Linked DNA regions of Mus musculus: regions 2 and 3 are each linked to region 1. A link is a contact called in public HiChIP or PLAC-seq and capture Hi-C data. All regions are on one chromosome and are shown on one strand. The core of a region is the stretch at or near the end of the contact, and the rest is flanking DNA. Distances in the headings are between cores, read along the strand shown. Region 1 overlaps Akap6 (A kinase (PRKA) anchor protein 6). Region 2 overlaps Npas3 (neuronal PAS domain protein 3). Region 3 has its middle 38 kb from the start of Gm35895.

What was found. HiChIP or PLAC-seq counts read pairs in DNA pulled down with a chosen protein or histone mark. Capture Hi-C pulls out chosen DNA fragments and counts their contacts.
Region 2: an H3K27ac HiChIP or PLAC-seq map of embryonic stem cells shows a contact between it and region 1, with 9 times the contacts expected there. The contact joins two enhancer-like sites. A contact is called at or near these places in 1 of 39 promoter capture datasets (hippocampal neurons), 1 of 15 datasets of contacts at CTCF or cohesin (the NIH/3T3 cell line), 31 of 484 Hi-C or Micro-C datasets (the 3T3-L1 cell line, 3T3-L1-derived adipocytes, the HPC-7 cell line and 20 more), 4 of 115 datasets of contacts at active chromatin or transcription factors (embryonic basal ganglia, embryonic stem cells, fibro-adipogenic progenitors and 1 more) and 1 of 9 other capture datasets (embryonic stem cells).
Region 3: a capture Hi-C map of embryonic stem cells shows a contact between it and region 1, with 5 times the contacts expected there. The contact joins two enhancer-like sites. A contact is called at or near these places in 3 of 115 datasets of contacts at active chromatin or transcription factors (astrocytes and embryonic stem cells) and 1 of 9 other capture datasets (embryonic stem cells).

Annotation. Positions count from the first base shown.
Region 1 is chr12:53,032,210-53,036,702 of GRCm38.p6, reverse strand. The region is part of intron 9 of Akap6 (A kinase (PRKA) anchor protein 6); the gene reads right to left. Among named protein-coding and RNA genes, the nearest start is that of Npas3, 210 kb to the left of the region's middle. Within about 2 kb of position 2,887, at least 157 of the 459 cell types and tissues checked have an H3K27ac peak or open chromatin away from gene starts, as enhancers often do. A contact at or near this core is called in embryonic stem cells, where this site is marked.
Region 2 is chr12:54,045,569-54,049,953 of GRCm38.p6, reverse strand. Npas3 (neuronal PAS domain protein 3) reads right to left here. Exons shown (of 12, transcript NM_001370962.1): 9 at 1,082-1,188. Among named protein-coding and RNA genes, the nearest start is that of Gm35818, 94 kb to the left of the region's middle. Within about 2 kb of position 2,938, at least 2 of the 459 cell types and tissues checked have an H3K27ac peak or open chromatin away from gene starts, as enhancers often do. A contact at or near this core is called in embryonic stem cells, where this site is marked.
Region 3 is chr12:54,310,172-54,314,583 of GRCm38.p6, reverse strand. No RefSeq gene overlaps it. Among named protein-coding and RNA genes, the nearest start is that of Gm35895, 38 kb to the left of the region's middle. Within about 2 kb of position 1,298, at least 196 of the 459 cell types and tissues checked have an H3K27ac peak or open chromatin away from gene starts, as enhancers often do. A contact at or near this core is called in embryonic stem cells, where this site is marked.

The DNA.
Region 1 (4,493 bases), core at 1,638-4,137:
GAGAGATACTCTCTCAGAGAAACGTCCTAGCTCTGTATAAGGACGTTTAGCAATAAAACTGAAATAAACCTGAAAGCAATAGGCTATAAACTTGGTGGGTGTTTCTTTCAGAAAAACAAATATGTACACATACACATATGTAGATGTGTGTGTGTGTGTGTGTGTGTGTGTGTGTTGTGTCTTGGGAAAGTCACAACTGAATCAGCCGTGTAACTGGCACTGCTTTCTTATCCTAACCCAGTGCACCTACCTCATTAGGGACACAGCGGCACCCAAGTTCATACACATTTAAGAATGTATGCGCTTTTTAAAAAGCCCACATTATTAAAAGAGTTGCTGAGAAATGCCCCTATTTCTGAGAACTAAAACTGCTTCCTTGACAGCACTAGAAGGTGGTTTTCCCACAAATGGTATTCCTAGGGTGTACTAGGGAACTTTCTTTGGTGAAAACCGGATTTACAAAGGTTGCATCTTCCTGCCTTTAGTGGATCTCCCAAACAGATAAACATTTTCAAATTTAGCTTTTTTTTTTTTCCCTTAGAATCTGACCGAATATAGAACTTTGCTGGAGTGCAAAGACACCTTAGAAAATGTAGGGCTTCTGATGAATGAAAGGCCAGCTCAGACCCACCATGTTTTCTTTGAAGATTGCTATGGTGTGGATGTGAATGGCCCCTCACAGGCTCATAGATCCTCAGCTCTTACTCCTGTTTCATGGTATATGAATATACTCAAGCACACATGCAATCCTGTGAACACAGTCCCTTTTTATCGTGTGATAAAATAGAAATCCACACTTGACCCATCTTCCTGATAGCTTCTGTTGACCTTTCAATATTCACTTCATTTTCTAAGGCCCTCCCAACTAAAGGACATTTTGTTTTTGAGACAGAGCCTCATGTAGCCCAAGGGTATGGACTTAATCTCACTGTGTAGCCTAGGATGACCTTGAACTTTTGACCTCTTGCCTCTATTCTGTCAAGGTTGGGATTACTATGCCCAGTTAGTTGGAGCTTCATGCACACTAGACACTCTATTAACAGAGCAACTACTACACAGTCCCCACTTAAACTAGATTTTTAAGGTCAGCATTTCATTCAATATTATATCCCACACCAAAATATCAGCATCTAGCAGAGTTCGTTTTTTCATTCCCAAAGACATGGGACTGCGGGCTAAGAGGGAAGGAATATGGGCACTTGGGAATGGAGTAGTAGAGCAGGAGCACTCCTAGTGCTCCAAGATGACATGTCTTGCATATCACAACCTACAAACTCTCTTCCTTGTACAGTTAGACAAATGGAACCAGGGTAGCAAGTTCATGACTGACAGCTCTGAGATTCAGACAGGTTCCCAGGGCTGACCACCTATTCTAAACAAATTCTCCAACTTCTTTTGAAATAACTAAAATACTGCCCCTCCCATAGATTTGGTTCCTACCTTACAGTTCATAGAATCATAATAAAGACAAGTGTTTATATTGAACGGAATATATGTCTAATGCAACACTTTCTATTAAGGTTATAGACAATCCCTTCCTGATATAATTACATGGAGCATTAAACCTAATTCTTATCATTTGCAGATCACTATTCCTTTGTCAATGAGAATACTTGATTTTCGTATTTAAGCTTTGGCACTTTACTAATTTTTAACAAAATAGCAAGCCCAAACTCATAGCAGTCTATAAAGTTTAATCACACATCATATAATTTTCTAGCTCTAAATTATTTAGACTAATTTTCATTAGTCAAAATAGAATGAATATAAGCTGTAAAGATATAAGTAGTTTAAAACTAGATGATGCTAAAAAAATTGGTAGATGATATTTCCATTTATCTAAAATTCATGCCGGGCGTGGTGGCACACTCCTTTAATCCCAGCACTTGGGAAGCAGAGGCAGGCGAATTTCTGAGTTCGAGGACAGCCTGGTCTACAGAGTGAGTTCCAGGACAGCCCAGGCTACACAGAGAAACCCTGTCTCAAAATAAATAAATAAATAAATAAATAAATAAATAAATAAATAATAAAATTCATATGCTTCATTTAGTATTGGGACACAAAGAAGTCAGTGCCCTTTCTTGTAAGGACTTTTATAGAAATCGGAAGGAAATTTACAAACACTGGGCACGGAGCCAAAGCTCTCAGATTAACATAGAAGCAGATAATGCATTTCTATTTAATTAAGTAAAAGTTTTCAAAAAGTTAAAGATTAAATTTTGTTTTATTTTGTTTTGTTTTGTTCCTTTTACAATTAAATCAAACTTTTATTAGCAAACTCTCCTGGTTATCCTGATTGCAATTAACGCCACCTCTCTAACGGGTCAGCTCATTTAGGTGCAATCTGGGATCATTTGGATTTAACATGATGGTTATTACTTATTACCCTGAAACCAAGCAGCACAATGAGATATTGATTACTTTTAACCTTTACATCCAAGGATTCGAGAAAGGTCGGAGGAGGGGAGCATTCGACTCTCAGCTGGCAAGCAGCCTTTAGGAGAATTCAAATGATTCCCTTTGGCTAAGTAGACCCAAGATGAGTCCATTCTGAGCTGACAAGAAATAATGGTTCTTTAAAAAGTAACAGTCAGCCTATATTTGGCATTACATTTATATATTACGTTTATATAGTCTATGGCCTCAGAGGTGCTTCACGTGAGAGGCAGACTAAGGCTGTTAACCCTTAGTAAGTCTTTTTCCAGGAAGCATCTCTATTGGAAAGAGATATTCAAGAGGGCGATTAAAGTGTGTGATTTCCTGTAGCAGTTCTCACTGGAATACACTCATCTCCTCAAACTAAAATCTCTTGGTAGGTTCCCAAGGCTGAACACAACCGTTGGCCAGTGATGTTGGACACTGAGGTCTCTTTAGTTTCCTTTTTCCATGGCAGCACTGAGAAATACTTTTCACCCCTGAGCCACTGAAAAGCAGAGGTCTAGGCGGGCCCCAGCAGAACCACAGACAAGAGAAATATAAACTCTATGTGTGAGATTAATTTGCTCGACGCTTGGCAGCATTATTGCCAAGTCGTCAAATTGTTCCAAGTTGTTCCGGAAGGTTGTTATTAATAGTATGTTTTCTGAGGAAAGTTCTGTCTACTTTTGGAACGGCATTTCTGTTGCCAGGGAAACTCCTTTAAGCAGAGTTTTCTAGGAGCACACTGCTGCTTTTGTTTGCCCGTGTCTATTCATATCATCGAGGCGGCACTTTACACGCTCCCGCCTCCAGCCCCGGAATGGCGGAGCTTTAGCCCAGTTAAGTTGCTTTTGCAAACAGAGCTAATGCCTGCTAGGATTTCCTCTTCTTTTTCCCCCACTCCTCTCTCTTCCTCACATGCAATCACTCCCTCTCTCCTGCCTGCTCCTTTTCCCTCTAACGTGCCCAGATCTCACCATTCAAGATTAAAATAAATAATAATAAGATAGTTTTCACAAGTTTTTGATAAATTTACTTTGTTTTGAATAGTAACCCCATAGGTTCTAGCGTTAGAGCATCAGGCCTTCAAGTGTTAATTATCTTTTTCACTATAAAATTAATGTAGTCATTTCCTCCTGACTCCTCCACCCCATTTATTGAAGTGCGGAGGAAAACCTGTCAGAGCCTCCAGCCAGCCCTGCTGTTGTGATTAAACGTGGTCACATGGCCCATCTCTGCCAAAAGGAGGGCCCTGAGAAAAGGTGACAAAGACAGTGATTTCCTGTCAGCAAAGAGTAAGACAGGGCTGTCTAGAAGTGATGCAAATGAGGGAAACTTTCCCCCCACAGCTTGTTTGATCCACTCTAGGCCAGAGCCGGCCAGCCAGAGAGAGAACAGCGCCACAATGCCACAGGGCCAGCCCCAGAGCCAGCGCACCTTCCGGACAGCAGCACCACAGGAGACTCTTGGAGACTCTTGGCAGGGCTTCCCTTCCTCGACCTCTGTACAGAGCCAACTGTTTCCTAGCATCCTAGTCTCTAAAATCTTTCTTCTTTCCCTCCCCTTTAAAAAAAAAAGGTGAATCAAATAGAACTTACAAGCTCCAGCAGGAACTATTTTTCATAGGTTGTTTGGGAACATCCCATCGGCCTTTCCCCTAAACATTCCATGAAGAGTTTTGCCCTCTCTCAAATTAAAAAGAGAAAAATATAAATCTGAGTATCCATATCAAACAGTGATTCATCAATGCCCAAATTAATGTGACAGTTAATCTAAGGGCTTTTTGAACTTTAATAAAAATGAAGCAAGTTCATTTCTAGATAGCAGTGGAGATGGGTGGATTTTATTCAGTTCTGGTCACTTTAAAAATGACCAGATAATGTTATTTGAAATATTATAATGATTTTAAGCATACTTTTCTTTTCTTAATGGAGTTTTAAATGTAACATACAATTAGGCTATCCAATTAATCAACTAAGAATGAGGTAAAAAAAAATTGTCAAGAAGTGTGTGTGTATGTGTGTGTGTGTGTGTGTGTGTGTGTGTGTGGTGTCATTTTCCCTAACTGTTTGAAT
Region 2 (4,385 bases), core at 1,689-4,188, 1.0 Mb before region 1:
CAGAGACACTTGGGCTAGCTCCGTCTCCATCAGACTTGGAAGAGTTGAGACTGAAGAACTCATTGCACAGGACTAGATATCTGGGGTGGAGCTCTTCTCAGCTGAAACAAGAAGGGGCAAAAACTACCAGTCTGGTCTATGGGACATAAAGCCCTCACCTCGAACTGGACTATTTTCACTGGTAGCACCATGCCTGCACTGAAAGTCGGGCTTCTGAACTATGTAGAACCTTTGGAGAATGTAGCTGGTAGGGCTCCTCTTTCAGGAAGTCTCTAGGATGGCCATATGCTTGGAAGAGGGAACTTCCACCAGTCCACAGCTTCCTGGACCTTTTTATTGTGCAGAAGCAGGCTGGTGGACTCTGAGAGAAACTTGCTTGCCGAGTCTGTATGTGAGTTGTTGCTTAGACTTAACCAGAGTGTGGCTGCTCCTCCTGACTGCCATTCTACAGAAGATCTTGGTCCAGTCTGAGGCCAGGATTCCAGAGCAGGACTCAGAATGAAGACCAACCTCTTCTTTCTAGAGCCTGGAAGCTGGAGGCTCCTCTGTAGGGGCTTCCCTAGGAAGAGACTGCTGTCATCAGGTGATGATCACGTAGGTGCCCTGCCTCTGCCTTCCAGGGCTTTGCCCTAACCTAGTTTTTGTGGCTAGGCAAGCAGGCATTTTTTTTTTTTTTTTTTTTTTTTTTTAATGAGGCTCTGGCCTATTTGAACTTGTGTTCTCTATAGTTTGGAACTGAAACCACAAATTTCAAAGTGGAAATTGATGTCTAGGAAATGAAAGGGACAAGGAAGAATTTAAGACAGGTGATCTCTCTGTCTACTTGCTGTGAGTGAAAGCAACCACACAGTTCTACAAGGGTGCCTGGAGATCCCACAATGCCTCTGGGCCCAATGTTCAGCTTTCAATATAATACTAAATATCAGCTGAAATTATTTAATCTCACTTTCTCTCACTGGATGACAGTTGTTTCAGATATAGGCAAGAGACATGAAGGGGCAAGTCACCACTGAGTCCCATGAAGTCAGAGACAGGCCGACAAATGACACTGCCCAGGCTACTTCCCTAGAAGGGTACTTACAGTCCAGGTGACTGTGCCTGATGCCTTCTACATCTTCGGCATGGATGAAGTGGTAGCATCTTTTCCCTACGATGTCTACAGGGGTCAGATCCATGTAATCACTAATCCTACAAAGAGAACAACAGAGACTGGAACTCAGAGAGGAGGAGACTAGAGAGGGTGTGAAATACTGCATGAAGCTGATCTCGAAACATCTCCCTCGTGCCAAGTACCTGCGAGGATACAGCACTTTGAGCAAGTGCTGTCAGGAGAGAAGGTTATTTCTGTGGTGTATAACAACATTTTTATTAAATTTTGGATATGTTGCTAGATCAAGCAATTGTATTTAAGTAATTAGGTAGGTTTTTTCCTTGGCATCCGAATGCACATTTGGACAACGTAATTCCATGAAATTATTGAGGGACTGTAACAATGCAAGATATTCATTACAGGACAAGATAATTCAAGGTTACATAATAAAATAAAAACATGTTACGTTTATACCAAGTGATTAGAGACACCTTTCATTTAAGCAGATTGGTCTTCTGTTGGGTATTTCCATGAAAAAGGGATTCAGCTGCTGCTTGGCACGAAGTCCAAATTGGCATTTCAAGGGATATAATTTAAATGCTGAGACATACAGATGCCTAGGGTATTATCGTTTTTAGTCTCAGTCATTTGGGAGCTCAGCTTTCACTCCTGGCTCTTTTAACTGGGACTTTGTGGTAGATTCTACACTGAAAGTTTAAAACCATTTCAGCAGCTCTTCTGGGCCTGTGCTTGACAGTATGTGTGTACCAGTGCCCATAGTTAATTAAATTGTCCAGCATCCTCAGGTAGGACACAGAAATCCAGACCCAAACTATAGAACATGTGGGGAAATCTGCCTTGTTTATATAGGCATGTATAAAATGCTAATTGCTTTCTACAGCAATCATTTTGGTTGGTTAAAAAAAAAAGATTTTGTTTAACTTATTTTACTGTCCCTTTAGAAATTACTTCTGACACAGGATCTATTCAGATGTGAAACACATATTTGGAAATGTTATCTTTAAAAGACATGGGATTAGTGTTGGAGAACTGTGTCTGATTCACAAGGCAGGGAGCTAATAAGGTCTGGTAACACAAAAACATCATGGAGTTAGCTGGGCGTGGTGACACATGCTTGTCACCCCAGCACCTGGGAGGCAGAGGTTCCAAGATAGCCACAGCCACATAGTGAGACACTGTCTCAGAAAACAAAAACAACAAAAACAAATAAACAAGCACTATAAATAAATGTAAGAGTATAATTAAAATATACTCCTCAATGGGGTAAGTGGATTTCTCAATGTTTAGTGATTGAAATAATCATTTTGACCAAACTAGAATTATTAGTGAGAGAAGATTTCTTAGGAAAATGAAAATGAATTCTTGGAGCATTTGTGGTACAAAACAGATTGGTGGTTCTGTTTACTAGCTTGTTTTCCCAAGTATACATAAACAGCCACTTTCTAAAAAAAAAAAAGTTAGATGTCATTAAAAGACCCTCTTTGGTGTCTGTGAAGTCTGCCAGCTCCTGAAAGCATTAGATGTTAGCGTTGCCCTGGGCCATCCTGCAGACTGCAGAAGAATCGCCAAGGAGCAAGCTTAGTTTCTAGTTAACAATTCCCTAATTAAATAAGAAACCACAGGAAAAAGCCTCGTTCTTTGGGGAAGGCGTTCTCTTTTATTTGAATGAACACCTTCAAAAAAGAAAAAAAAAATTCGGGATCAAGCCCTTTCAGAGAACCATACATAGCCTGCTGTGGGGAATTCGACCAGCTTCAGCAGTAAAGAATAGACCAGTAAGAGCTAGGAGTGGCAGGCCAGAAGAGTAGCTATCCTTCCTGTTTCTCAGCTCCCTCACCTGTAAATCACCTCAGGCTATGGTGAGGAGGGTCATGGGTGGAGTGACATTAGCACTGTCCCCAGCTTGGCGCATGGCAGCTTTTCTGTAACCCAAACATGCCATTGCCCTTAGTAAAGGACATTTCCAGATTGCTGTCTTCATTTGGGAGAGAATGATGCATTGTATCAGCGGATGGGGTATTTTGGGGGGTAGGGTGGGGGAAGAAAAAAGCTAAGAGCAGGTCACAGACAAGAATCTCAATTGCTAGAATGGGACATTGAAAGCTTGCTAAAAAAAAAAAAAATTAGTCACTTGATCACAACAAACAGTGGTGGCGCATGCCTTTAATCTGAGCACTTGGGAGGCAGAGGCAGGCAGATTTCTGAGTTTGAGGCTAGCCTGGTCTATAGAGTGAGTTCCAGGACAGCCAGGGCTACACAGAGAAACCCTGTCTCAAAAAAAAACACAAAAAACAAAAAACAAAACAAAACAACAACAACAAAAAAACAACAACAACAACCCAAGAAAAAAGAAAAGAAAAAAAAAAAAAAGAAAAGAAAATCTGTGGCATTGGATAGGACAACCATTGGAAATTTGGCATTGGTTTTTGGAAGGTGTGGTGATGGTGGAGCTGAGCCCAGCCTGAGGTGTGATCTATTCTGGAATTGCTCTCCTTTCTGTCCCTCCATTGGTTTCCTTCTCTGTCCTGCAGCCTACTTAGAGACTAAATGGCTTTGTAAATGCTAATTGTGTTCTTCCATTGTGTGTATATATGGAAAGTTCCTCAGGGAGGTTATTCTGACTGGTTTCTTGCCATTCACCATGGCCACTAAAGAAAAATCAAAGGCTGGGAGACGGCACAGGCTATTGCTAAGTCAGGGGCTGCGACTCTTTAATTCAAACTTGCCCAGGCTGACAGGAGCAGGAGCAAGCTCTTACCTATGGAGCAGGCTGACCTGAGACTGTAGGGTGATGACTAGATACACTTGGCCAAAGTCAGAGGCCACTCCTGCCCATCCTTCTGGCTGACTTGTCTTTCCTGGTCTCCTGTGTCCTCTCCAGAACACCACTGACACACCCAAGTGTATGGTCATGGTGATGAAGACTTTATAAATGTCAACAAAACTTGAGCAGATTTAGGCATAATTACTGCATAATAAAGACAGGTACATGATGCTGTCTGCACTCCTGAGCATCGGAGGTCAGATAAATTCTTTCTTCCCATTTAGTCCCTGGCTGGAAATAGGAGACCAATCCCAAAGCAATCTCAGCTTTAGTAGCAGTTCCCAGTAGACTGGGTGGACGCAGGCGCTTTTGGCCTTCCTCTTGGCTAGGATCTGCAGAGGTTAATTACCCAGGCCACTTGACCATTCTGCTCTCTGGTTTCCTGTGTGAAGGCGTTCACAGGGCTCAGGGGACATATATTGCCTTCAAACCTGACAACAATCTATGGCC
Region 3 (4,412 bases), core at 49-2,548, 1.3 Mb before region 1:
GCACCCTTCTGTCTCTGAGACCTCTGCTTGCTTCTCTCACGGGTTTTGAAAAAGTAACATTTCGGCTGGTGAGATGGTTCAGCTGCTGAAGGTGCTGACTGCCAAGCAGAAGATCTGAGTTCAATACCAGGAATGCACAGAGTGGAAGGAGACAATAATATCCACAATTGTCCTCTGACCTCCACAAGAGAGCTGAGCCATGTGAGCTGTGTGTGTGTGTGTGTGTGTGTGTGTGTGTGTGTGTGTGTGTGTGAAAAGAAAAAAGTGACATTAGCCCAGGTGTGGTGGTGCACACCTTTAATCCTAGGAGTCAGGCAGGTGGATTTTTATGAATTTGAGGCCAGCCTGGTCTGCATAGTGAGTTCCAGGACAGCCAGGGCTATGCAGAGATGCCCTATCTTAAGCCCAAACAAAGTAATCAAAAAACTAACAAAACAAAACAAGAGAAAGGAAGAAAGAAAGAAAGAAAGAAAGAAAGAAAGAAAGAAAGAAAGAAAGAAAGAAAGAAAGAAAGAAGGAAAGAAAGGAAGGAAGAAAGAAAGAAAGAAAGAAAGAAAGAAAGAAAGAAAGAAAGAAAAGGGAGTGAAATTTGCATATCACAAATGCAGGAAGAAAGAAAGCCTTTTTATAATGTGCCCTAATTTGGGGGGGGGGGGGAGTACTTGGAAGAGTTAAAGGAGGCTTGCCATTCTTTTGTTCCCTCCGGAGACTCAGACTTTCAACCCTGTAGGTCCAGAACTTAACTGGAGTTCCTGCAGCATTCACACATTCAGCGAAGAGTGCTTCTAATTCTGTCTTTCAGCCGTCAGGCACGTAGGCAATTTCCTTTTATAAAGTTGGTGGTTAGAACTAAACAGGTGCAAGTTACAGGAAATGCAAACTATTCCCCACACCAAGAGAGATGCAGTTGATAAGGGACTCCCCGCCCCCACCCCCTTCAAAAGTTCCCTCCATCAGCTCCCAGTCTCCCAGGGTCTTGACTCCTACAGCACCCCTCCCTCCCTCGCATCCCTGTCAGTGAGCCAGCCAGCCAGCCAGCCAGCCAGTCTGCAAGCCTGAGTGCTCTCTCTACAAAGAAACATCAGGACTAGGAGAAGGTCAAGATCATGCAAAGGAAGGACCACCCTCAGGCTCCTCTCGGCCCTTACCCTCCTGCCCCTCTTTCTGTGAAAACGAGCCTACCTAGCATCTTGGGGCTGGGGACCCCTCTGAGCGTGTGGAACCCGCAGGCGGGCTAAGCGGGGGCGGTCCCCTGCCGGGAGGTGGGCAGGGTTCACCGAGCAGATGGTGCTGACTCACGCTCTCGCTACGTGAGCCTTGGTGGCAGGCAGGGCCAGGTTGGGCCGGGCGGGACCGGGACTGAGTCCTGCCTGGTGCCTGGCTACCTGCCCGCGGCTCACCCCGAGGGACTTCGCCCTGGCCCCAGTGCAGCCCCACCCTGATGGCCCTGAGGATGGCTTTACAGTGGGAGCTGATCTTTGGTCCCAGGTGCAGCTAGACAGGAGAAATCCGGGTTTCTGTACATGCCCTTCCCTCGAGCCTCTTCTTGACCTCCTGGGAGTCCACAGAAGCCCCGGAGCTGGCCCCTGGCTTCTTTCTTTTATGGCCTCTTATCTAAGTGAAGACGTTTCAGAATTACTCTAGGTTTTTTGTTGCTTTCAAAAATCTCTTGGTCTCTAAGCAACCCAGTGTGATGTAGAAAGGACAGGCTCCCTTTATCCATTGACAGCGAGGAGCTCAAGACCCGCCTTTGTTCAATGTTTTATCAGTTGACCACAAAGAGAACTTTTAGCACCGCACAGAGGAGCACTTGGCATTAACGTAACCTTCTTTGGTGACAGGTCCCAGTCTCATGTTTCAGTGGAAAGTCAGGTGACAGAGAAAAGGGGATCCAAGTGTATTGGTATACGCCCCAGACTGAAAAATCAGAAGTCAAGGTCATTCTTAGCTACCTAGCCAGTTCAAGGCCAGCACAGGCCAGCACAGGCTGGCTACCTGGTCTCCACAAGCCTTCACACTCCGCCAAAATCAAGTGGGGATTCTAATGAATGTGTCAAATTACCCCCACTTTTTCTTTAGTGCTGCCCTTTCTGGCACAGTTAAAGGGAGAGTAGTGCTTGCAGGGGACTAGGCAGGTCTTTGGGTGTGGTGGTGGGGATACTGACTTTCAGCTTCAAGTGCAGCGGGTGGTCCCTGGGCTTGTAACACCAACAGGATAGCCTAGGGGTCCTGAGCGGCCCCTATGGATACCTGACTTATTTCAGGGCTGCAGTAAGGCGCTAGCTGCAAATGGCATTTCTGTAGCTGCAATGGTCGTGGCAATGAAACAGGATATTCTTTTCTTTGTTGAAGATAACTGGATGGGGAAAATGTCAGTCATTGACTACTTCAGAAAAGCCTGCTTTGCTCTTGTTTGTTTGTCTTGGGAAACCAGTAGAAACAAGCAAAACTGAAATGAACTTTGGGTTGTGGGGGTGGCAGCAGGTGGCATCTCCTGTCTTTAATCCTAGCACTCAGGAGGCAGAAGCAAGCAGTTACAAAACCAAGAGTTCAAGGGCAGCCTGAACTACATTTGAATTCCAGGGCTACACAGAGAAACCTTGTCTCAACAAAACAAAACAAAACAAACAAAAACCCAGGACCAACAACAACAAAAACAAAACCCCAAACAAAACTAAACAAACAAGGAAAGAAAAGCACAAACGAAGGGGGTGGATTCCACTTTAGGCAGAGCTCCGGGTTACAGAACTGCCTTTCAGTTTTGCTTATTATGTAGGCTGGGCTTTGTTCTGGTTTGTTTTACTGTTTTGGGAAAGGGGATTCCCCAAGGCTTCCTAGAGGAAAAGATTAATACATATCTCATAAAAGAATAAAGCTAAATACCCAGAATAGGAAGACAAGAGTCCTTAAATTCCACAGGAACACACAACATGTTATTTCTGGTATATTCTATATTTAATAAGTTAATTTTGTAATTGAGAATACTACGTAACACTCACATTGACAAACCCTTCACTTTGTCATGTTTGCAGTAGTTCTGCTATCATTGTATGCTATGTTGTTTCTACTTTTTGTCTAAGTAATATTCTCTCAAGTGTCTTTATATGTAAATAGTTGGTCACTTGGTTAATGATTTGCATAGTTGAAATTTTCAGATCAAACGACATAAATGGTTTTGTAACAAGAGCACACTGTTAGGCATAGTCTCCATATCCTTAGGGACTGCAGCATGCTGTCTTCTACCTCTGACACCCAGCACCCAGCACCCAGTAATCAGCACTCAGAACCCAACACCTGCTTTATATGTTGCTGAATGGGAAGGATGGGTTTGTTTTTTCCCTTAGGGCATAAGTTCACTCAGAGATGTTAAAGGTAAAGATGGCATTTCATCATAACTGGTCCTAAGAAGCCGAATTGATGAAAGATCATGAATTATAAGGATCTCCATATGACTGTTTTGAAGATATTTTATTGACCAATGGTCATCGGATTTATTAGATGCTAGTTTACAATGCTTAATTAGAATAACCACCAGGCACTTCCCCCAACAGCGAAGGGCAGCTCTCAAAGGACTGGAGACTGTGTGCCCAGGTACAGGGCCGTGGGGGTTTGGAGAGCAGAAAAGGGAATTTTTGTGGTGGGAGATTCCATATGCAGATCTGTTCTAAGTTGTAAATATCACGTATGTGGTGGGTCTTCTTGTCAGGCGTCTCCTGCATCCTAGGGTTCTGAAGATGCTACCAGCATGCAATGTTCCTGCCAGGAGTTTCTCAGCCCACCTGAAGTTTGTTAGCCTTTTATAACTAACCCATGCTCCTTCTCCCTGGAATTAGACAGAGAGAGTGCAGTCTGAAGGGAAAGAAAAACAAAGCATATTAAAACCAGGCCCAAGAACTTACTGAACACACCAGATCGCAAGAAGTGGGTAGCTTGTGCATCTGGACTCTGTAAAGGAAATATTTCTGTAAAGGAAATATTTGCCACATACCTCTAAGTCTAGTACTCATGAGGCAGAGGCAGGGGGGTGCTGGGAGTTTGAAGACAACCTGGTCTACAGGATAGCCAGGGCTACATAGTGAGGAGACAGACAGACAGACAGACAGACAGACAGAAATATTGAGAGACAGACAGACAGACAGAGATATTGAGAGACAGACAGACAGACAGAGATATTGAGAGACAGACAGACAGACAGACAGACACACACACACACACACACACACACACACAGATTAAGAGAGAGGGAAGGAAGGAAGATAACAGATAACTTTTACCTCTGAGATGGAATGGTCCCATCCTGTCATCTGGCTGCCTGGGATGTATATTAAGGGACTGACTGGCTAAGAACGGATTGATCTGTCACTGCTGACTTGGCCACCTTGTGTTTCCATCCCTCCTCCTGCCCCTTTGTC